5 separate regions of the Mus musculus genome follow, and all the other regions are linked to region 3. Evidence: chromatin contacts called from public HiChIP or PLAC-seq and promoter capture Hi-C data. All regions are on one chromosome and are shown on one strand. Each heading gives the region's core, a stretch centred on a gene start, on an enhancer-like site or on the middle of the called end of the contact. The rest is flanking DNA. Distances are from core to core; before and after follow the strand shown.

The links. Promoter capture Hi-C pulls out the DNA fragments that hold promoters and counts their contacts. HiChIP or PLAC-seq counts read pairs in DNA pulled down with a chosen protein or histone mark.
Region 1: a contact with region 3 is called in an H3K27ac HiChIP or PLAC-seq map of extraembryonic endoderm stem cells, with 5 times the contacts expected there. The contact joins the promoter of Zfp866 here to the promoter of Zfp930 in region 3. A contact is called at or near these places in 2 of 115 datasets of contacts at active chromatin or transcription factors (astrocytes and extraembryonic endoderm stem cells).
Region 2: a promoter capture Hi-C map of liver shows a contact between it and region 3, with 2.2 times the contacts expected there. The contact joins the promoter of Atp13a1 here to the promoter of Zfp930 in region 3. A contact is called at or near these places in 3 of 39 promoter capture datasets (the C10 cell line, the HPC-7 cell line and liver) and 1 of 9 other capture datasets (pancreatic islet).
Region 4: a contact with region 3 is called in a promoter capture Hi-C map of embryonic stem cells, with 2.4 times the contacts expected there. The contact joins the promoter of Yjefn3 here to the promoter of Zfp930 in region 3. A contact is called at or near these places in 2 of 39 promoter capture datasets (the HPC-7 cell line and embryonic stem cells) and 1 of 115 datasets of contacts at active chromatin or transcription factors (embryonic hindbrain).
Region 5: a promoter capture Hi-C map of embryonic stem cells shows a contact between it and region 3, with 2.8 times the contacts expected there. The contact joins the promoter of Sh2d4a here to the promoter of Zfp930 in region 3. A contact is called at or near these places in 3 of 39 promoter capture datasets (embryonic stem cells, liver and pre-B cells) and 1 of 115 datasets of contacts at active chromatin or transcription factors (large pre-B cells).

Annotation. Positions count from the first base shown.
Region 1 is chr8:69,772,937-69,777,155 of GRCm38.p6, reverse strand. Zfp866 (zinc finger protein 866) reads left to right here and starts at 2,245. Exons shown (of 4, transcript NM_177899.3): 1 at 2,245-2,366. The coding sequence starts at 2,364.
Region 2 is chr8:69,789,875-69,794,435 of GRCm38.p6, reverse strand. It overlaps Atp13a1 (ATPase type 13A1), which reads right to left and starts at 3,273. Exons shown (of 26, transcript NM_133224.2): 1 at 2,795-3,273; 2 at 598-687; 3 at 316-506. The coding sequence starts at 3,181.
Region 3 is chr8:69,207,087-69,211,578 of GRCm38.p6, reverse strand. It overlaps Zfp930 (zinc finger protein 930), which reads right to left and starts at 2,533. Exons shown (of 4, transcript NM_001013379.2): 1 at 2,420-2,533. The coding sequence starts at 2,422. Gm39188 (a long non-coding RNA gene) reads left to right here and starts at 2,582. Exons shown (of 2, transcript XR_870488.3): 1 at 2,582-2,720.
Region 4 is chr8:69,892,034-69,896,236 of GRCm38.p6, reverse strand. It overlaps Yjefn3 (YjeF N-terminal domain containing 3), which reads left to right and starts at 2,254. Exons shown (of 6, transcript NM_001353930.2): 1 at 2,254-2,326. The coding sequence starts at 2,262. It overlaps Ndufa13 (NADH:ubiquinone oxidoreductase subunit A13), which reads left to right. Exons shown (of 5, transcript NM_001382215.1): 3 at 917-995; 4 at 1,662-1,733; 5 at 1,827-2,068. The coding sequence ends at 2,016.
Region 5 is chr8:68,274,027-68,278,339 of GRCm38.p6, reverse strand. It overlaps Sh2d4a (SH2 domain containing 4A), which reads right to left and starts at 1,812. Exons shown (of 9, transcript NM_028182.1): 1 at 1,468-1,812.

The sequences.
Region 1 (4,219 bases), core at 996-3,495, 570 kb before region 3:
TGGCGGTGGTGGTTTAGTCTTGGTGGTGGCTGGGAGTGCGGAGAGGCCTTCCACTGGAGAGTAGATGGCAGCTCTTTAGGTGAAAGCTTCTCCATTGCTCCCCACGGCAGATCCTGATGAAAAGAGGCAGTCCATGGTTTTAGGGCATTTATTGTCATAGCACAAAGTGGATGAGTAAAACCATACCCCACTTCTCAGGGCAGGCCTGGGGTTAAATACCTTTTGCAGGAGGGGTGTCTGGGAAGGGGAGTATCTGAAGACAGCAACAATGTACTCATATAAACATTAAAAAAAAAAAAAAGACAACAAGCATGGATTCACTTTTGTCAGCCAAACATAATTCAAAAGTTCCCAGACTAACTAAAGCCAAGAGGTTATAGAGACACGAGAGGCAGAGACCAGTGGTTTCCTGTGAGTTGGAGGCCAGCCTTGGGTACAGAGTGAGATCCTCTCTAAAAAATATGAAGAGGTTATAGAGAGCTGGTTCTCATGGATGGTTAGCTGGCGCTAACACGGAGTTTTAACTTTGGCTCCTAGGTATATTCTCTTTATTATATCTTGTCTTAGGAATAGTTATAATTCAGAGATATTTGAGATCTTAAACAGGGAGAATCGGAACCTTCATAGGAGGAGAAAAGATATTCTATAATGATAATTTAAAAACATTTTTTTTATTTACATGTATGGGTAATTCAGTATGCATGAGCCATGAAGGCGCTCAGAAGAAGGAATTTCATCCCCTGGAGCTGGATTTACAGGAAGTTAAGAGCCAACGGGTGTGTGTGTGTGTGTGTGTGTGTGTGTGTGTGTGTGTGTGTGTGTAAACCAAACAAGTTCTCTACAAGAGCAGAAGGTACAGAGAGTGCTCCCATCCCCTCACCTCCTTCCCTCTTTTCAGTCGGTCCTTGATTGTGGTCTAGGTAATGATACTGCCCACTTTTAGGAAGAGCCTTCCTATCTCAACTACCCTATTTAGAAACACCCTTACATACATGCTGGAGGGTTGCTCCTATCACTTTGACAATCAAGACTAATCATTACACGACTGAACACCACTCACTGATCTGTTCATTGACTCCATTAGCTTTGCTGGGTTTTTCCTTCTTATTGTTTCTACTGCCAGTACTCCCCCACTTCTTCTTTAGTAAAAATGGGTGAACGCCTTTTTCCCAGCACCCGTGAAGCATAGGCAGGTAGACCTCTGTGTTTGAGATTAGCCTGGTCTACAGAGTGAGTTCTAGGATAGCCAGGGCTATACAGAGAAACCCTGTCTTGGAAAAAAACAAAAAAACAAAAAACAAAAACAAAAACACCAGGATAGCTAGGGCTACACAGAGAAACTCTAACTCAAAAAACCAAAAATTAAATAATAAAATGTTCTGATGATTTAGTGGCTATGTACGTGTGTGTGTGTCTGTGTATATTTATGTGTGTGTGAAGAACACACTTGTGGAGGCCAGAGGACAACTTTCCTGAGTTGGTCTTCTTCTACTATGTTCATGCTTAACCTACTAAGTCATTTCCTTGACCCACGTCTTCAATTTTCTTTTTCTTTTTCTTTTTGCTTTTGTTTAAATTAGAATGTCTGTAGAGGCCTGGAGAGGAGAAACGGGGGTGAGATGGAAGGATAGAGAGGTTTTTGGTTTTTGTTTGTTTGTTTGTTTTGGTTTTTTCAAGACAGGGTTTCTGGTGTAGCCTTGGCTGTCCTCACTCTGTAGACCACTCTGGCCTCGAACTCAGGAATCTGCCTGCCTCTGCCTCCCAAGTGCTGGAATTAAAGGTGTGTGCCACCACTGCCTGCACTGCCCGGCTGGATAGAGATCTTAACTGGAAGAACACACATGCTATGAAAATAGAGGAAATGAATACTTGTGTTAATGTGCAACCTGGGACAGATGTATAAACCATAGATGTTCCTTACTCAAATTCCTGATGCCTGGAGAACATCATGTCCAGTTATAATTTGACCTTCTAATTAAAACTGACCTGAGCACCTTTCTAATTGTGAGGCAGCAGGATTGCTGCAATGAGCACTCGGTGTGCACAGTGACGACTTGGTGATGGAGTACTGCTTTACCAGGGAGAAGCTAGTTCTGCTTAGAAGCAAGGAGGGCGGGGCTATGGCTGTCATTTGAATCCCACACTTCGGCTTTGGAAGCTAGTGTCACTCAGGCTTTGGTAGCCAATCAGGTTCTAGAACCGTGCCGTCTAATCAGGACTACTGGAGAGCGGCAAGAGGCGGGTTCTTCACGGCCGCCATATTGTGGCTCGGCTCTGCGGCACAGGGAGGTGCGGTGTGTTGTGCTGTGAGCGCTGCTGCCGGGACCAGTGAGGAGAGCGCGGGCGAGTTCGGAAGCCGCGCCATGGTGAGCAAGGGCCGCTGTCCCTGCCCGCTGTGGTGGATCCTCCCCGAGGCTGGGGCGGGGCGGCAGCGGCATTCAGTGCTGTGTGGCGCTGGGCCCTGTGTCCTCTTCGCCGTGGTCCGCGCCTGCGCAGAGCGCGGAGCCTCCCTGCGGAGGCTCCGCCTCGCGCAGGAAAGAGTCGGTGCTCTGTCTGGGGCAGGCGTTTTATACAGTCCTGCTTTGGGTATCTCATCAGAAGGTTGTAAAACAATAGGTCATCTAGTTTCTGCTACTTTCTAGAAGTTCTGAATTTTCATGTAACATTTAGGTCAAAGCAATCAACTTGAGTTAATACTGTGAATTTTAAACTTTAAAAAAATTATTATTTTTTGTGCATTGGTATTTTGCCAAAATGTATGTATGTCTTTGTGAGGATGTCAGATCCTCTGGAACTGTTGTTGAGCTGCCATGTTGGTACTAGGAATTGAACTCAGGTCCTCTGGAAGAGCAGCCGGTTTTCCCAACCATTAAACCATCTCTCCAGCCCCAACATTGTGAAACTCTATTTAATTTCTTGTCTATAGACATCGGTTCTGCTAATAACCTTTTGCTATTCTGCCCTTTGTTGAGTTTCCTTTGCTACTTTGTCAAAAAAAGGTACACACACACACACACCCCATATATATATGTGTGTGTATATAACATGTGTATATATAATATCTATAACTATATATATACACTTTAAGTCTGTGTGCTGTTTCTTTGGAATTGTGTGGACCATTTTCGTTTTTTTCCACTCTCCACATAAACTTGAGAATCAGTTTCTTAATTTTTCATAAGTTGTTAGGATTTATATTGTGATTATTTAAATCTTAGTGCAGATTGAGGAAACATGACGTTCAGTTCTGAAGCTTCCTATCGCCATATTTATGGGGTATCACTATTTTGTGTTTGCTTTTTGTTTGGTTGGGGTTTTGTTGTTGTCTTTTTTGCTTATTTTGTTTTTTGTTAGGTCTGCTTTGGCCTAAAACTCACTCTGTAGAGGCTGGCCTTGAAATCATAGCCATACACCTGCTTCTCTCTGCCTTCCATGTGCCAAGATTCAAGGCATTGTCTCCCACTGCCCTGCATGGTTTTGTTTTGTTTTGTTTTTTGTTGTTAAAAATTATAGTTCTTGCTGGGTTGGTTGGTCAGTCTACTTTTAACCCAGCACTTGGGAGGAAGAGGTTGGCAGATTGAGGCTAGCCTGGTTTACATAGCTGCAGAGTTCCAGGTTAGCCAGGGTTACATCATGAGACCCTGTCAAAAAGATGAGGTGGATGGTCTGTAATGATGGTTCAGTGCTTAAGAGGGTATTGCTCTTGTAAAGACTCCAGTTTGATTTCCAGCATCCACCTCTGTGACTCACAACTGCCTATAACTCCAGTACCAGAGCATCCCATCTCCACTTCTGGCCTCTGAGGGCACCTCCTTCAAATGCACGAACCCCTACACACACACACACTCTTAAAACTTTAAAAGTGGCTTAGCAGTGAAAAGCCCTGGTTGTTTTTTGCAGAGGATGCTGCCTGATTCAGTTCCCAGTGCTCAGGTGGCCATTTACAACCTCCTGTAACTAGTCTCCAGGCCTCCTCTGATCTCCACAGGCACCGCATATGTGCTGGCAAAACACTGATCTTCATAAAAAAGTGTGAAAAAAACAAAGTAAGGCCCCTTGGCATTCTCTCACTCAAAGAGGCCCATTGCCTTTCTTGGAAATGTCTATAATTTGTATCTCCTCTTTGCTCCTAATAAAACTTTTTGAAAGTTTTAAAACAGTTAAAATCTTTTTAAAAAAATTGTAGTTCTTACCTAGAGGACTTTATTGAATTGGTATA
Region 2 (4,561 bases), core at 2,024-4,523, 580 kb before region 3:
TTCAGACAGACCCTCTTAGAACACAAGGTGTATGGCTCCTGGCGATGACACCCGAAGCTGACCTCAGCCTCCACATCTATTTGCACACACATGCATAATCTCCTTTCCCCCAGTCAAGCTCCTGGCTTTCTGAGGGCCCTGTTGGCAAACAAGCTTGGAGGAAGGCAGAGCAGAGCAAGTTTTTCCAGTGGGGCCATAGTCACTTAGCATTCTGGGTTAAAAAGCAGAGCTCTCAGCCCTATTGCCAGGGCTCAGTGACCAGGAACACAGTAGGGCGGTAATGCACAGTGGGCTACAGGGAAGACAGGGACTCACTTGTTGCTTCCAAACTTCTTCTCTGCAGCTCGGATCTCTGAGTCTTCCTGGAAGCCTCTGTTGCTTTGATAGTAAGAGAAGGCATTCCCCACTGGGAAGGCCACCGGAAGGAACTGCTTTTTCTCCAGGGCATCATAGGAATATTTGATCTTCTGGAATTCAAATGACAGCACCTCCAGCCCATCTTCACCCTGGGGTGGAAGGTGTGTTTGTGGCAGAAGTCCCCTGACCTGGGGACACTGCCTGTCCCACCTACCCTGCAGGACATAGATCCCTTCCTACCTTGTCACGGTGCAGGGCCACAAGCTCAGTGGAGCCATTGTTGGGGGTTGGCACCACCTTCACAAAGGTTACTTTGTTGGGATCATACTCCTGTCAAAAACCAAAGACTGTTACGGAGCCCTTCTTACCTCTCAAGTACACGCCCCTCATAGGGTCAGAGTGCAGGCATGTCCCTAGGCTTGCCATACCTCACTTGACCACTACTTTGTATTATAAGGCTCAAGGCACAGGGCAAACTCCCCACCTAGGATTCTGGACCTGACTGAGCTCAAGTCCATACGGAACTTCTCCACTGCTCTCCATTCACAAGACCCACATCTTGCCACTTCCCACTTACCGCCACACTGGCTCTCTCTAGCTTGCTCACTGCTCCCCAGTATACTGAACACCAGCTTGCCTGAGTCCAAGCTAAGAGTCTTGGTATCTGAGCAAGTTCCACCTATAGCCTGTGAACTCATGCAGCCAAAGACAGCTAAGGACGTGGTGTAAAACCATAAGCAGACTTAAAACACCTCGAGATAATTTTTCTTGGAAAATGGATCCGCTCTCCTGATCCATTCAGGCTTTTGCTCAAGTGTCACCTACTCGGGAATCCTCCCCAGGTGGCTCCATCTGAAGTTCCCTGGGAATCTTACTGTTATCTGCCTTCTGCAGTAACAAATGATTCTACCTTCTTCCCCAGTGGTTTTATGCATGCTACTTTCGTGACACAAGAAACATTCCCCCATTCCTCCACCTCTGGTCAGCCTTGCAATGACTAGAGGTGGAGGTGGGACACAAGGTGGTGGCCCTGAAACTAACACTTGATGATGAACTAACACAGCGGAAGATGGGTAAAGGTGCCACGGAGGGTGCCCCCCCATTATAGGTTACCTTAGCTTTCCTCAGTGACCCCGGAGGGAGGTGTTTCAGCTTTCACTGTACAGTAGGGTGAAACTGAAACCCAGTGAAACCTAGAGAGAAGCAAAGCCTGATCTGCCTCCTCACCCAAGGCTGCTTAGCTCTTCCCTCTCCTCCTTTCTAGAAAAGGAAGTTCTCAGCTACAGTCCAAAGGACAGCTAGAATGCTAGGGACCGAATGTCTCACACATGAGCGCAAGCGCTTACACACACACACACCCATCTATTGACCCTGGGTGCCAAGCTCAGAAATTTGGGCCCCTCTTCAGGGATAAATATTAATGAAGGAAACAGGATGCCTTCTCTTGGTACTAAGAATTCAATGCGCACACATAGCCATTGAGGGTGTATATGAGGGTACTCAGGATTTCCTTCAGTCACTGACACTGCCTCCCTTTTCTAAAGACCTACCCAGAACAGATATTGGTGTGCCAGGCTTCAAATCTGGTGATCTGTAGTGTGCTCACTGGGTATTACCCTCAACCTAGAGTACCTTAAAGTCAGTGCTTCCTGTAGTGACACTATGTTTAGAGTTCTGAATTTAGAATCACTGCACCATTCTGACAAGCCCTCATCTTAACCATACCTTACCGATAACTTGAGACTCTACGCTATTTTAAGTCACTTACAAGTAGTTCCTGGCCATCTTCAGCACCAGAATGAATTACACTCTCTTTTGGGTCTAGCAAGGGACAGACAGAAGCTGAACACTGGGCCATAGGACTTGGCTTCATACATTTGGGGGTATTACCCCACAGGTCTAATCTAACACTTAAAAAAAAAAAAAAGAAAGAAAGACCAACACAAGAGTAGAAGCCAGAAATAGTGACACAGGCTTTTAACCCGAGAACTCTGGAGGCAGAGCTAGGCGGTTCTCAGTGAGTCCTAGACGACCCAAGGCTGCATAGTGAGATCCTATCTTACAGGAAAAAAAAAAAAAGAGTAAGAAAAGAAAACCAAAACCAAGGTAGGAGATGACGGAGAAGCAAGGCGGAACCGTTCCAAGAACAATACACCATATGGGAGCTAAGAGAACAATTCACACTAACAGTAGCATATGGATCCTGCTCTAAGTGTGTTCCAGGTGTTTCTTGTGAATCAAAATAACCAGCCACAACTGCATGGCGAGTCACAGCGGGGTCAGAAGTAGGCCTGAGCCATAGGACAGGGGGCGCCGCTGGAGAATCGAGCTGTTAAGATTGGAGACTCGCAAGCCCGCGGCAGCCCGGTACCCCCGCTAGGCCCCATTGTGCCTGGGTCCCGGTCCGGGTCGGGGTCGGGCGCGCGCGCGCACTTACCGGGGTGCAGGTGAGCGCGCAGTGCGCGTGCACAGACCAATGCCCCGACAGGACAGTGAGTGCGTGCGCGAGGCAGATGGTGGCGAGCGCCAGCAGCGCGGCCTCGGGTATCTGGGTCCAGCTGCTGCCCCATCCCCAGCAACCGCTGGCGGCGGCGCCCAGCCAGGCTGGGTACAGCAGCCCGGCAAACGGCAGCACGGTGAGGCGCCGCAGAAGCGCCAGCCGCCGGTACGGCCACACGGCGGCCACCAGTTCGTCGCCGTTCGCTATGAGTGCTGGCCCGGCAGCTAGGCCCGGCCGCAATCGCGACCCAGGCTGAGGAGACCCGTTGTCCCGGGCCCCGCCAGGCCGGGCTCCGCAAGGAACCGCGTTGCCCACCACCGCCATCTTTCCCAGCGCTGCGCTGGCTTCCGGCAGAGGCACCGCCCCACTTCCGGTCTATTACTTCCGGTAAGGTCTGAGCGCCACCTTGGAATAGGAAGCGCCTAGGTAAACCGTTAGGTGGGTTAACACAAGTGTCTGTTCAGGGCGCCGCCATGACAAAGAAGGTACCAAAGGTCCAAATCAGCTTGCTAAGGTCGGCCGTGGCGAACTAAGAACGCAAAAGATGTAGACGGGCAGGGCGGGATTGACATCAGCAAGAGACCCTGAAACGGAAGAGCCCGTCCCTTCTCAGCAACTTTTCCGGCATCTATCTAGGAAAGAGCCTCCGTTTGGGGAGGAGAAAAGCTTACCCTAAGATACAAACTTTAGGACTTGGGACCTTTTGAGGGCGGGTTTGGGAGGAGGCGGAGCTTTCGCAAGGTAGGGTTGAGGGTGCCTTTTCCATGCAAGCCATACGGTAATAAGTACACAAGGTCACATTAACATAAATGGAAAATTAGGTACTTATGAAATATACTATGATGCTTTATGCAACTATTCTGTACAAGTACTGTTATTTAAACACAGCCATAAGAAGGTTTTGAAGATTTAAAAATATATAAGTATGTATCTGTCTCTGTGTGTGTGTGTGTGTGTGTGTGCGCGCGCGCGCTGTGCAGTTCCTACGGGGCCCTAAGAATTCGTCTGAGGTGGGAGCGGGTAAAAAAAAAAAAAAAAGAATGTGTCTGAATCCTGGATTTGGAGTTACAGTTAGTTGTGAGTGTGAGTTCTGGGAATTAAATACAGATCCTCTGGAAGAGCAGCCAGTGCTGATAGTGGCCGCTGCCTTTGACTCGCGAGTGCTGGCCACCCTACCCAGATCCAATATAGATCATTTTTATTCTTTTTCAATGTTATTTTGCTTGGTAGTGCAGGGCATCTCATGTATAAGCAAAGCTGAAGTAGGAAGATGACAACTTCAAGGTCATCTGAGAACTTAAGGAGACTTTTTCCAGACTTAAAAAAAAAAATAAAAGTGTTGGCTAGTTCAGTGTTAGAGTGCTTGCCCAGCATTCTTGAAATCCTGGGTTTCATTCTTTGTAAAAACAAACAAATAGAAAAACTCACACAGCCCCCTGACTGCAGCCTGCTGTTGCATAGTGATTTTCTCTCAGTTGAAATGACTGGAGGAAAGTTTGATAAGAGGACTAAGGAAGTTCTAAAGGCAGGCCTTGTCTCCTCGCTTCTCTTCACTCTATCCCACCCCAGGGGATTAGTCTCCAGTCCTTGGGCTTGGCAGCAAATGCTCTTGCCCTCTGAGCCTGCTCTCTACAGAGAGGTCCGTTAAGACTCAGGAAATAATTCAGAGGCTGAAGAAATTCCTGAAACCTTAGCAGGTGCAGC
Region 3 (4,492 bases), core at 1,284-3,783:
GGGTGGGGGCTGGTAGCACACAGGTTCCCAGAGTTAAGGTGGGGTAGCAAACTCAACACTAAGCAATTCTGTGATGAAGAAGTGGATATTGTCTTAGTAAAGTCCCAGAACTTCTCTGAGTTCCAATTTTCTCATATACAGAATGAGACATTAAATGATCTAGGGCCCTCTCAAAGCTCTAATATATTTTAACTTTTTTTTTCTATTCTATTTCACAAATCACAGGCTGTGTAGACACAAAGACCACTAGCAAGTGTCGGGAACTGCTTTAATTTTCTTTTTAAAAGCAAATAAAGTTATGGATCTGAGGGAGGGGCAGGGAGAATTAATAATTGACCTTGCTCCTGTACACAATATTAGCTGCTGGGGTCTGTAACCTGACACACTCAGCTACAGGCAGTGAGGGCCTATATCTCAAACCTCTGAGCTGGCTTAACTATTTCAACCAGGATTGCACATATCTGCATAGGAGAGTTCCTTAGCTGGAAATTCGATATCAACTGGCTCAAGGTAACCTCCCCAAATTGTACACCCACCAATCTGATCTGTCTTCGTTCACATGGCATGAATCAATACATGTCGAAAAATTACAAAACCACCCTCCTACTTCAATCAGGACCTTCTTCATAATGGGACTACTGGAGCTGACTGCCTTAAACTTCAGTCTGTGATCTAGCTATTGCCTTCCCCATTTCCCCCTGCACTGTATACAATAAACTGTTGCTCCTATTTTGGTCTGAAAGTAGAGACCATGCTCCACACACAAATCCTTTTACTACTGCTTAAATGATTCTTGTGGTCTAAGTGACTCAAATTGGTCATTTTAAAACTCTATGATGGTATAACCCCTTAATTTAAGAATTTTAGAATTTTAATTTTAGTCAAGTGGACAGCAAGATATATACCCTGTGGACATATAGACTTGTCTGTATCTAGGGTCAAGGCTACCTGAAACAATGTAACAGACAGAGCCTCAGAAACATTTTTCTGCAGGAGGTACAGGTGTTCTAGAATTAATGTGTCTGCCCAGAGAGAAATAACTTGATGAACGTAAGGTATTAATGAAGAAAAATTCTTGAAGAATAGCATGCATACAGCACTGGCTGGTGCTCAAAGAGGAGCCAGCCTAGGACACATTTTCCATCCTACATATGCTGCGTCAGGCCCCAGGTTACACGCTGAACAATTCACATAGAGACAGGAGAGTCCAATTTTAAGTTGCTAAGTGGTTACTTAGGCAGAAGAGAGGCTTACACAACAAAGTATTCCCAGGACTATTTCTTAAGTACACCAGTATCCTGGAACAGTAGACCATTCTTCAGTGTCAGGGTCCCTAGGTGAATATGCCAGACTGAGAAAGATTATAAAAGTATAAAGGAGAAAAGATAAAAGCTGGGGTGGGAAATCATAGAGAGCACACTAAGAAGTTAGAAGAGGACTGAGCTGGGTGTTAAGCTGAGGAGCAGCTAGCTCAGGTCAGCTCTCCAGCTCAGGTCAGCGCTGTGTGTAGCAGATAATGTAGTAATGATGTGACGGCTCCTTATAACTAATAAACGCAGAGGCCCACAGCAGGCAGGCCGAGATCTTGATGCTGCTACAGTGAAGACCATACTGCTGTCTGGCTTGCTAACAAAAGGACAACTGGCTGCATCTATATAAGAGGATCCATAGAAAGCAGCCACTGCCTAAGAAGAAAACAGGACTTTTATGGCACACCAGGCCTTAATGTTGGTTACATGACCCTACCTGCTCCTTTGAGCAGCTTCTTGGTCTCCTGCCACTTCTTAAGGGCATCGGTCTAGCGGCTGTTTAAGATCAGGGTTGTCTCCTTCCTTATGGTTGGAGCCAAATGTCTAGACAATCCTGGTGAACAAACATGCGTATCTAGCACTTCATCTCTTACAGACCTCATTAATACACTATATCTTTGGGTGTTTCAGAGGCAGCCCACCTTTAGCTAAACTCTACTCTGTGTGACTTATTCTCTCCGAAGCATTGGTAAATCCTTTGCATTATCATCTCAGCAAAATAGTGGAGTGCTACCAACACATAAGATTCCATGCACAATACCCACAAAATTAACTCCAAATGTGAAATCCGAAGAACAGAAATTCTAGAGATGCTAGCTAAACTAAAACGGCAACCTGCCGTCCTCTGATGCACAAGAAGCACGGTGATGTTGGCTACAAAGATGTTTCTACGCACACACCATGTCCCCAAAGCTCTACACAGACGCTGCCCACAGGGTGAAGTTCTTCAGAGGTCACCACTTTGGTACAGGGAACTACAGAGACCGCATGGGACTTCATACAACTCCACATCTGGCCCACTAGCTTCCATCCAGTCCAAGGGTAGCCTACCAAAAGGGATGCCGAGGCTCAGCAGCCCACTTCTCCCAAGACTGCGGTCCCTTGCTCACCATAGCGTGGCTTCCAAGCTCGCGTGCACCCCTCACAGATCCTGTTACACGCAAAGAACCGCTTGCATTTTCCCAGCTTCGGAACGGAGCCTGGAGCCTGGCGCCCGGAAGAGCCCGCCTCCCCGATGACGCTCCGACTGCAGGTTCTCATTGGCTGATGAGGCCTGAGTGACAAGAGTCCCTCCTTTGGCGTTGGAGTTTAAGGAACAGCACAGAACAGTATTTCCTGTTGCAGATATTTGCATTTCAGGAGTCCTTGCTCTTGACCTGAGGTAGCTTCACTTCTATCTTTCCTTGCGTGGTAGGCACTTTCCCCTTTTCCTCCTTGACACAAGGTAGCTAGTTTAAATAGCACATTACAAAATGTGGAGTGGAGTGTTTCTCCTGTCCCACAAGTGGAAGGGTGCCCACGATATTAATAATTAAGGAGATTTTAGAAAACAAATGTTTGTTCTGTGGGTTCACGGTGAGGTCAGGTGAGCTACAGCTACGTTCTACCTGGCTGGCAAAGGTACACTGGACAATCCTGAGAGAAAACCTGGAACCACATCACAAACACAATGAAATGTGTTTCTCCCACAAGAAGGCTGGATGGTGGATCCATCCCTATAGGAGTTTTCTTCCTGAAATTCAGGTCTATCTCTTGACAAATTAACACTAATGATAAGTGTAGTCTCCACGGTAACTTGAATAATTAGAAAGAAATGGTTCGAGGAAGAATGTTGTTTATGAACACTATTCCTAACATTTTTCTGAGTTAAGGTGAGAAAACGCAGCTGTATTAGTCAAGGTTCTCTAGATGAACAGAAATGATAAAAATGAGCGTCTCTTTCCCTCTCTGTATGTAGAAAGGGGATTTATTAAAACGGCTCGCAGGCTGTGGTCCAGCTAGACCAACAAGTGCTGTCTAGCAACTAAAATTGGAAGAATCCAGTAGTTCAGTCCATGAGGCTGCGTGTCTAAGCTGGGCTTCACTGTATACCACATTTTCAAAGAAGGAGGCTCTAAAGGAATGAACTTGCTAACCAAAGATAGGGCAGAGAGAGAGAGAGAGAGAAAGAGAGAGAGAGAGAGCTTCTTTCTTCTCTATTTATGTGGACTGTCACCAGAAGGTGTGGCCCAGATTAAAGGTGGATCTTATCGCCTCAAAAGACCCAGAAGCGTCTTCCCACTTCATAAGTTTTAATTAAGAAAAATCTCTCACAGGTATATGCAACTTTTTGGGTCTTAGTTAATTTGTAGTCAGTTTGTCTACCAAGAATAGCCATCATAACAGACAAGACAGAAAAACTTGGAAATATTTCTTACCAGCAGAAAGCAGGGAAATCATTTAACAAAAATAAAAGACAGGAAGCATGGGGGTTTTCTTTAGAGAGCCTGGACACATTCGCGTAGAGTTCTGCCTGATTTGGTGGTGTTCTTAGCTCAGCGTTGGACAGGAACATATACAATTTATTTTAAAAGACAGAAGGAAATGTCTCTGGCACGTTCATCTTGTACCTCAAGGTCATAATTGAAACTCATATGTTAATTGAACCCAGGGAGAATAAGACCACTACCACGATTTTGAGACAACTTGAACCACCTAAGAGCTGGCCATCAACTGGATCCTAAGTGCTGTAAGGAAACCAGACCTGAATCCACTTCTAGTGCCTCTTTTAAGTAGTAAAATCACAAGCTTCTGCCAAACAGGTTTACAGAAAACAGACAATGAGACAATAAGAAAATACAGGAATAAACAACCAAAGGAACAAAAATGTGGTCACCATAGAGGGTCAGGTATGTTCAGGATGTTCTCAGAAATATGAAGAGGCCAGGGGTCAAGCAGATCAGGCTCCAAGAAAAAGACTTAAATAGAGCAAATCAGTAAATGGGGTATTTTGAGCAATACAGCATAATGGCTCCTGCCTTCAAACTGAAGTCAGGTAGGTTCCTCACAAGTAAATGACACTGTGAATGTAGCTTACTTAGGAGCCAATACTACCTGTTAATTATGGCCAATACTACCTATTAATTATGATGTATGCTCTTAAAGGCAGATATATCAATGCAACAATTCTCGCAAACATACAG
Region 4 (4,203 bases), core at 1,005-3,504, 680 kb before region 3:
GCCTGGGGTTTTCCCAGAGAGCTTGTACCTCTCAGCCTGGACCCACACACTTTCATGTCCATTGCTGGAGGACCTAGCCTCTGAACACAAGCCTTAAGGTTTGATCTGGCTTAAGGAGAAATGTTTGGCTCCTGGCAAGCTGAGGATCCAGGGAACCCTTAGAGCCTTGCTGAGATCCAGAGCCTATCAGGCTGCACCCCAGAGCCTGTCCTACCCTGCTGTGGCCCAGCCTCCATGCCATCTATAGTCGCTGGTAGGTGACCCCTGGGGCTTGTCCTGCCAGTCAAGATTGGCACTGCCCCTGCTGGTCTTCAGGAGTTATTTATAGTGGCCCCTGTCTCCCCTGGGTGTAGGGCAGGTGGTCTACCCCACTGAACCTGCAGTGCCTACACCACTCCTGGAGTCAGGAGCAGGCTGTGTGGCACCCCAGGGCACTTCCAGCCTCTGGTGGGGACCGGGCCTTTTCTTTATAGAGCAATGGTTCTTAACCTTCCTAATGCTGAAACCCTTTTAATATACAGTTCCTCATGTTGTGGTGACCCCCACCCTCACCCCCACCCCCAAGTGTAAAACTATCCCGTTGCTACTTCATAACTAATTTTGCTGCTGTTATGAATTGTAATGCAATTGTCTGATATGGGACCCACGGTTGAGAACTGTTGTTTTATATTCTGGGGCTCTGCTGTGTCCATGCTGACCTATACCTTCCAGAAAGTGTGGCAGCCCAGACTGCCTAGTACCCTAACAGCAGAAGAGACAGAGACTGCCCTGGGGAAGTGGCTGAGGAAGGACAGTCCACCTATGGAGGGTGTAGAAGGCAGAGCCAGCAGGTACTTCACTGGGTACAATGACCCAGTGTCCTAAGTGGGGCCCTGGAGGGCACCATGCTGAGAGGGGGGTCTCATTTCTCTTGCAGGGTACAGCATGTTTGCTGTGGGCATCGGGGCCTTGATCTTTGGCTACTGGAGAATGATGAGGTGGAACCAGGAGCGCAGGTAGGCCCTGCTCACCACCATGGAGGGGTTCTGTGAGGATGAGGGAACTCCTACTTCCTGTCCTGAAGTAAAACGCTGAGACCAGGCCTTCAGCTGTTGGACTTGGGCTTCACAGCTGGCACTGTGGGTGGTAACCAGCAGGTGGTGGGCTTGGCCTTGGTACATGGTGGCAGGTACCAGAGAGCCCAAGACCGTGAGTGTCATAGATGAAAAGTTTCCCTGGAAAGATTCCTTCCTGGGTTCCCGTTTCCTCAGCCCCTGAAGTTGAGAAGTTCGACTCCCTGTGGGGATAAATAAGAACAGTGGAAGAAGGCCCTGCAGGCCCAGCCCCCTGCTATTTTGAGAACAAAGGGAATTGGTTTTGTAAAGCCCAGAGCCTAGTGATGAGTGTCCCCCTCCATCCAGAGCATCAAGCAGGGCTATTTTTAGGATTTTTAAAAAATGTTTATTTGAAAGGAAAGTGTGAAGCTGGCAGTTTTATGGCTGCTATTGCCTGCCTGTGCCAGCTGTGCCCTAGCTTGCCCTCCTGTCCCAACTCAGGTGGCCAGCATTGGCCCCAGCTTCCCCCTCCCCACCAGCCCCACCAGCGCCCTGTGGCCCTGTCACGTCTGTGTCCCACACTCTCCCAATGGCCACATCTGACCCCACTGGGTATTGATTTTCCAGGCGCCTGCTGATTGAGGACTTGGAGGCCAGGATCGCCCTCATGCCGCTCTTCCAGGCAGAGAAGGACCGGAGGTAGGCTAGGGTGGGAGGTCCAGTGGAGCTATCAGGGACTGGGAGGAAGGGACAATGGTTTGCCTTGAGCTTAGCCATGCCTCGTGGCCACAGGACCCTGCAGATTCTCCGGGAAAACCTGGAGGAGGAAGCCATCATCATGAAGGATGTGCCCAACTGGAAGGTGGGCGAGTCTGTGTTCCATACCACACGATGGGTGCCACCCCTCATTGGCGAGATGTATGGGTTGCGCACCAAGGAGGAGATGAGCAATGCCAACTTCGGCTTCACCTGGTACACTTAGGGCCTGAGCCAACGCACATAATAAAGAGTGGTCAAATAAAATGTTGACTCTATAGTGACTCTATCGTGGATCCTTAATCGCTGGGCCCGCGGCCCAGTCATCACAGAGTTAAGTCACCCCGTGCTTTGGCCAATGGCTGTATGGAGCGCCTCCTAGTGGCCTCAGATTAGCAGGTGCCTAGTCACAGGGCTCCGCCTCCGGGCCACACTTAAAAGGCAGCGCGGAGCCAGCTTGCCCATGCGACCATGAGCAGCAGTGTGCACAACAACACGGGCCCTGTCCAGTTGCCAGAGGAGAGGCGCTTTCTCAGGTCAGTGGGTGACAAGGGGTCGCGGCCAGGGTGGCAGGCAGGAGGCAGGTGAGTCTGGGGCTTAAGGTCTGCTGGGAGCTTGCAGGTGCATCCAAAGCTGAGTTGCCAAGGAAACTGCATTCCAGGCAAGCCAGCCCTCATAGTCACCCACCAGGTTCTCTATTGTCAGAGAGAAATTGTTTGAGATGTGGTCAGGGGCTTGGAGTCACACAGAGGCTTTGAATATCTACTGCCACTGGGAGCCACAGGGGGCTCAGGATGCCTTGCCAAAGCCCCTGGCACATTTTGGAGTACAGAATGTATGCATGATGCCTGTGAACAAGTGATGGGGAGGGCACCCGGGTGCCTTAGCTGGATGGTTTCTTGCCTTTCTAGAAGTAATTTGGGATTTTCAGGCTTAATTCCCTTCAACACTGGACCTGAAAAGAGATCTAAGCTTGGCTGCTCCTGTCCTAGGAGCTGGAATTGAGTGGGACCTCCCAATATCAGGCCCCAAGTGGCGGGGGGGGAGGGGGGGGGCTGCTCCCCCAGCTCGCATCCACTCTGCACCAGGGTCAGCGCTGCCCCTTGGTTGGGTTCTCTAGGACTGCTCACTGTCCCTGCTATCATAGCTTCAGGTGAAGACAGGGAAAAGATCAGCACCCCACCCACCCCTGCAGAGGCAGCAACCATGGCTGTCCGACCAAAGTGGGACTGAGCCTCTCTCTCCACAGTGATGCCTATGAGTGGAGGCCAGAGGCTCCCATCAGGTCTGCCTTCCTCTAGTCTCCTCCATCTTATTATTTAAGAGTCTCTCACTAAACCTAGACTATTGATTGTCTAGGCTGGCTGGCCAGCAAGTCCACAGATCCTCCTGCATGTCCCTTGACAGTGCTTGGGTCACAGACACACCTGCTGTGCCCAGCTGTTTATCCACCCCACCCCACCTCTGCAGGTTCTAGGAATTAAACTGATTGCAAAGGCAGCAGTTTGTCGACTCTTAAGGCATGTCTGTGAATTTATTGTGAAGGTGTCTGTACAGGAAATAGACATTGGGTCCCCTGAAGCTGGAACTGCCCAGCGTGGGTGCTGGGAGCTGTACTCAGGCCCCTTGCAGGAGCAGTTCTGGCTCTTAGCCACTGAGACATCTCACATCCCTCCAGCATTGTTTTTGAAACAGAATTTCAGAAAGCAGGACTAGTGAGAGTCCTGCCTCACCCTCCAAGTGCTGGGATTCAAGTTTGTGCCACTGTGTCTGGGCCTTTTCCCACGCTGAGCACAAGCTGGATGTGCTGTGCCAGAAGCTGGCCAGGTGGCCCGTGCCTTCTCCATCCCCCACCACACACTCCTCCTTCCTGCAGGTCTCCTACCCCGCACCTGTGGTCCCATCTTCCTGACTGAGCAGCCTGACGGCTTTCGTTTCTTTTCCCCATGAGACAGGGTTTCTCTTTGTAGCCCTGGCTGTCCTGGAACTCGCTCTGTAGACCGGGTTGGCCTCAAACTTACAGAGATCCACCTGCCTCTGCCTCCTGAGCACTGGGACAAAAGGCGTGCAGTATTTCGTCCAGCTCTGTGTCTTGGTGTGGTGTCGAGCCCTTCCTACCCTGTTCCCCACAGGTGCTAACTTTTCCCAGTGGTTTCTAACCTGGGTCATTCCAGACTTGCTCCAGGTGCTCTTCCTTCCTGCCTTGGCCTTCCTCCACGCTCCTCCCTTCCTCCGTGCTCCTCCCTTCCTCTAGGATGCCCTGCCTGACTTCCATGTCTTGGCAGTGCTTGCTGGGCAGTATGCACCCCGCACCACCGAGTAGACCCTGTCCTCCTACCCCAAGCCCTGATTCTGTAGTGCAGTTTGCCAGCCCTGTCAGCAGGCAGAGGCGCCCCAGCCCCGTCCTGACACC
Region 5 (4,313 bases), core at 563-3,062, 930 kb after region 3:
AAAGTGCAGCTCAACTAACTTGTTTTTCTTCTCCTGTGGCATTTTTTTTTTTGAAAAAGACAAATAACAAGCAACAAGTCCATACCTGTTGCTCACTCTAAAAATTTGAAAGAGTACAAAATTCAGTTAGGTTCCCAGGATACCTGTAGATCTGGTCTGACTTTCACACTTTCCATTTTTCTACATAATTGTGTTTTTAATTAGTATAGAGCCTAATACAGCTATCTTCATAGAATTATCGTGGTATGTATAGTACATATATCCCTAAAGTTAAGAATTTAGATTAAGTTCTATCTATTCTTTAAACAGCTAGCTCTGTGGACAGGCTTCGGATTGTTCGATTTTTTTTTTCTCATTAATTTACTTGATGATTTTGAAAATAAAATAAATTGCAAGTGGTGAGAGCAGCTGGAAGTTCTGTAAATGCTCTCGAGATTGAAGTATTTCACAGATATAACTAGACAAGTCCATTTGTGCCCAATCTTCACCTAAGTATTTCTTCCACTTATTTATTAAATTAAAAATTATAAATACATTGTTTCGTTCCACAAACAAGAGAAGCTTGTCAGGGAACTGAGCAAGATGTAGCTGGTTATCCCTGCTTCTCTAGGGCCATAGTGAAGAGAAACACTATTGAGAAAATCTGCAAACAGTGAGTGACTCCACCTAGGGCCCATGAACCCCCCAGGGCAGGAGTGGCTGCGGATGGTTTACTTTTGTTGAGGAAAGTTCTTGCTAGGCTGATTTTAGATTGAGCCTTGACCCAGAACCATAGGGAGGGGACGAGCCCGCTGCTCTCTGTACCACGTGAGGGCGCCCGCGGGAGGGTGTCCCCGCGCGGGGAGCTCTCTAATAGAGTTCTGCGTGGGCTGAAACAGGTTTCAGGACTCTGTCTGGAAGGTCACCTCCGGGCCAGGAGAGACCACATGGCACTGCCCAGTGATTGGACCTCCGCTGATTTGTGGGTACTGTTGCAGGCACCCAGCACCTGCTTCGTGGCCCCGACCCTCGCAGGTTGCTTCCGCAGCTGCACCTGCCCCGGCCAGTGTAAGCACTCACCACGCGTGCATGCACACCGCCCGGGCACCATGACTTCCCTGAAAGACTCCAAGTTGCCTCCGATTCTCCTCCCACTGGAGACTCTTAGTATAATGATCACAAGCCCTCTATTCTTAGGGCCGCCACTCGCCCGGCCCCGGCTGCCGATACTGGACACCCTACACGAGACATCGGACACCCACAGCTGTGGCGGTCGGTTCCTCTGGGCACCCGAGCTCGCCCTGCGCGCGGTGGAGGAGGGACCAGAGGGACAGGTGAACAGCCTGACCGCGGGAACCAGGGTCTCCTCCTGTCCCTGTCCTCTGTGCTTTACCCTTCGCTCTAGAGACTCACCTGCTGGTTCCCACTCCTCGCTCACCCTTCTGCCTGGCTCCATGCTCCAGCGTTTTACCCGACCCGGTCACCTACCTGCTCAGTACCCGGAGCAAGGTGACCCAAGCACCTGCCACCTCCAGATTGCCTACAGCAACTGTCCGGGAAGAGAAGGGAGGACAAGCAGAGACCCAGCCTCCCAGAGACCCAGCCGCGCGGGCTGTCTGGACAAACACTCGGGACCAGAAGGACACTCAGCGTCCAGATCGCAGCCCTGGCCCGCCCCGCCGCGCCCACATGCTGGGGTGACTGACTGGGCGCTCCCTCAAGGCCCCACCCGGGTGCTGGAGGCGCTCCAGGGCCAGTAGGCAAGCTTGGCTGCCTTGGTCCAGTGACAGCAAGGCCACTAGTCCTTGGTTAATCTAGAGCGCTGTCTACAGTCTGGGGTAGTTTGCCTTACCACCTCAGTGGGGGTCTGTGGGACTTATTAATTACAATAGTCCGGCCCCTTCCACATTTGACTTGTAGGTGGAGCCTGCGGAGGCAGGCAAGGCCCATTTGGGAACCTGGGTCCTGCAGGCCAAGTTGGCTGTAGTTCTGCCCCTGCATTCTACAGCTTACTTTTTCCTTCTCTTTTGTTGACATTAAGTAAATTATCAAACTCTGAAGCATTTGTGACTCCAGGTGTGGCTTTACCGAGCATGATCAAGGAAGAGAAAGACTGGAATGCTGCAGGCTGAAGGCACTAGGGACAGGGGCAGCCAGGGAGAGAAACATGAAAGGGGGAAAAAGGTGGAAGTCCCCTGTGACTAACAGATCAGGGCCCGGATGGCACAGAGCACCAATGAAGCCTAAGCATACGTGGGAGGGAGGAAAGCTGAGCCGAGTGGAAAGGTGGACCAGCCTTTTCCACGGGTGAGGAACGTTAGGGATGTGGGGAGAAAACAGGGCTGAGAGGTGCGGAGGGATGACACAGGACCTCAGACTGTGGAGGTTAGAGAGAAGTCTTATAAACAAGAAACACGGTGTGACTTTATACACCCTGTCCAATCGATTTAGGAGCCTGGCATGCTGGACCCAAACATTGTTTATCTTAGGCTTTCACAACCGCAGAAAACCCTTGAGTTGGAAAACCTTACAGCCAGGAGTTACACCCTACACTCTCAGGAAACACGACTCAGCCATTTGGGAATTGTGCTTGAGATCCACTCAGGCAAGGACTCCCGGCCCGAAGCTTACTCTCCACTGTACTGAACTGGGTGGCCAGATGAGGTGCCTTAGAATGCTCTGTCCTCCTCTGCCTACTGGTGGTATCTGCTCAGCACGTGTCCTCACACTCTCTGGAAACTAAGGAGCTGTACAAGCTGGCTATCAGCCAGCTCAGGGGCCCATGGGACACTGATGCTATCACTAGGTACCCTCCTCCAGACTCATTCTGTCTCCAAGTCCTGACAAGCCTTTCTTGATGACAGCTCTCCCCCTTACATTTAGCCTTACAGTTTGCCATTCACGATATCAGCAGTGCCTGGCTGATTCAATTCTTGTGAGGCTCAAGTGAGATAATGCATGCAAAGTGCTCAGAGCATGGCTGGCCCTAATATGTTTGGATACTTACTGCATGCCAGAGACTATTGAATAGATAGAGGCTCTTGCACAAAGTGTTCAGAACCATTTCTGGCACGCAATATTCAAATGCATTTGCTCCTATTACTCCACATCAGATACTGTAAATTCGTGTTCCTACTTTATACCAAGGCTATGAATTTTTGTGTCTCACCTTACCTGGATTGAGGCTATGAGCAATTATCCTGGTCAAAGCATGCAGGCCATTGCTGTACCAGGTATCGGTCTGTGTGCTCAGTAGAAAACAGCAGAAGTGGTGGTGTTCTATTTCCCAGGCTAGTGTGTGGTAGTGGCAAGGATTTATTATCCCAGCACTTGAGATGCTGAAATAGAGAGATAGCAGTTCCAGGCCAGTGTGAGCTACTTAGTTTCAGGCCTAGATTCCCAGTGAGAAGATGAGAAAATAAAGCCTGTAGCTCTGCGTTGTCTGTAGCCCTGTCTCTTCCCCGTCATCCCTTCTCCTTCCCCCTCTGTCTCCCATACCCTTGAAACATTCATGCTGAGAGATAAGAATTTCCATAGCAAGTCATCCTTTAGAGATCTACCCAGAAAGGCTAAACCCACACAGATTAAATGAGAAGATCCTCAGCTGCTGTCAAGCTGTGTAGTAACTACAATACTGGTGTGAGGCTTTACTGAAAATTCATGATATTGCTTGGTTAAGCCACTCTCAAATTCCTTGAAGACGGGCGGGCCATTTGTATTGTAGTAAGTCAGTCATTTGGAGGTAGTCTGTTACACTGAAATAGGTAACTAATCATCTCTCTCACTGGTCCTGTTTCTAACCTAAATTTAATTAGCATGTGTGAATAGAAAATGACACAAATAACTTATTGAAACACTGAAATAGCTTATTTAAATTCTGAGCCCACGCCTCAGTCCAGACCTAAGAAACAGAACATTTCGGGGTCCTGGTACCTGTATGTCAAACAAGTACTTCAGGTAATCCTGTCAAAAGAGAGGTGGCAGCTCCTTCTCTCAGAGCCTGTCCCCGGTTGTGAATGAAGCTATTTTTTTTTCAATGAATAATCGATCCACCATTCAATTGTTGTAACATTTTTGATGCTCACCTTCTCCCCTGCCCAGAGAATTAAGACCAAACTGCTGGCCAACTTTCTGCAGCCAGGAAAACCGATCACTGAGCCTTTTCAGTCATATCACTGCTTCCAGATATCCTACCTCCATGTAATCTGCCATGTCCCAACCTTAAACCTACAGCCTCTGCAGCTTCACACTGGGCCCATTGTCTAAAACATTTTTACTCCACGGATCACTTAGGAAGACTTCACCTCCCCTGAACTCACCACCTTTAGGACATT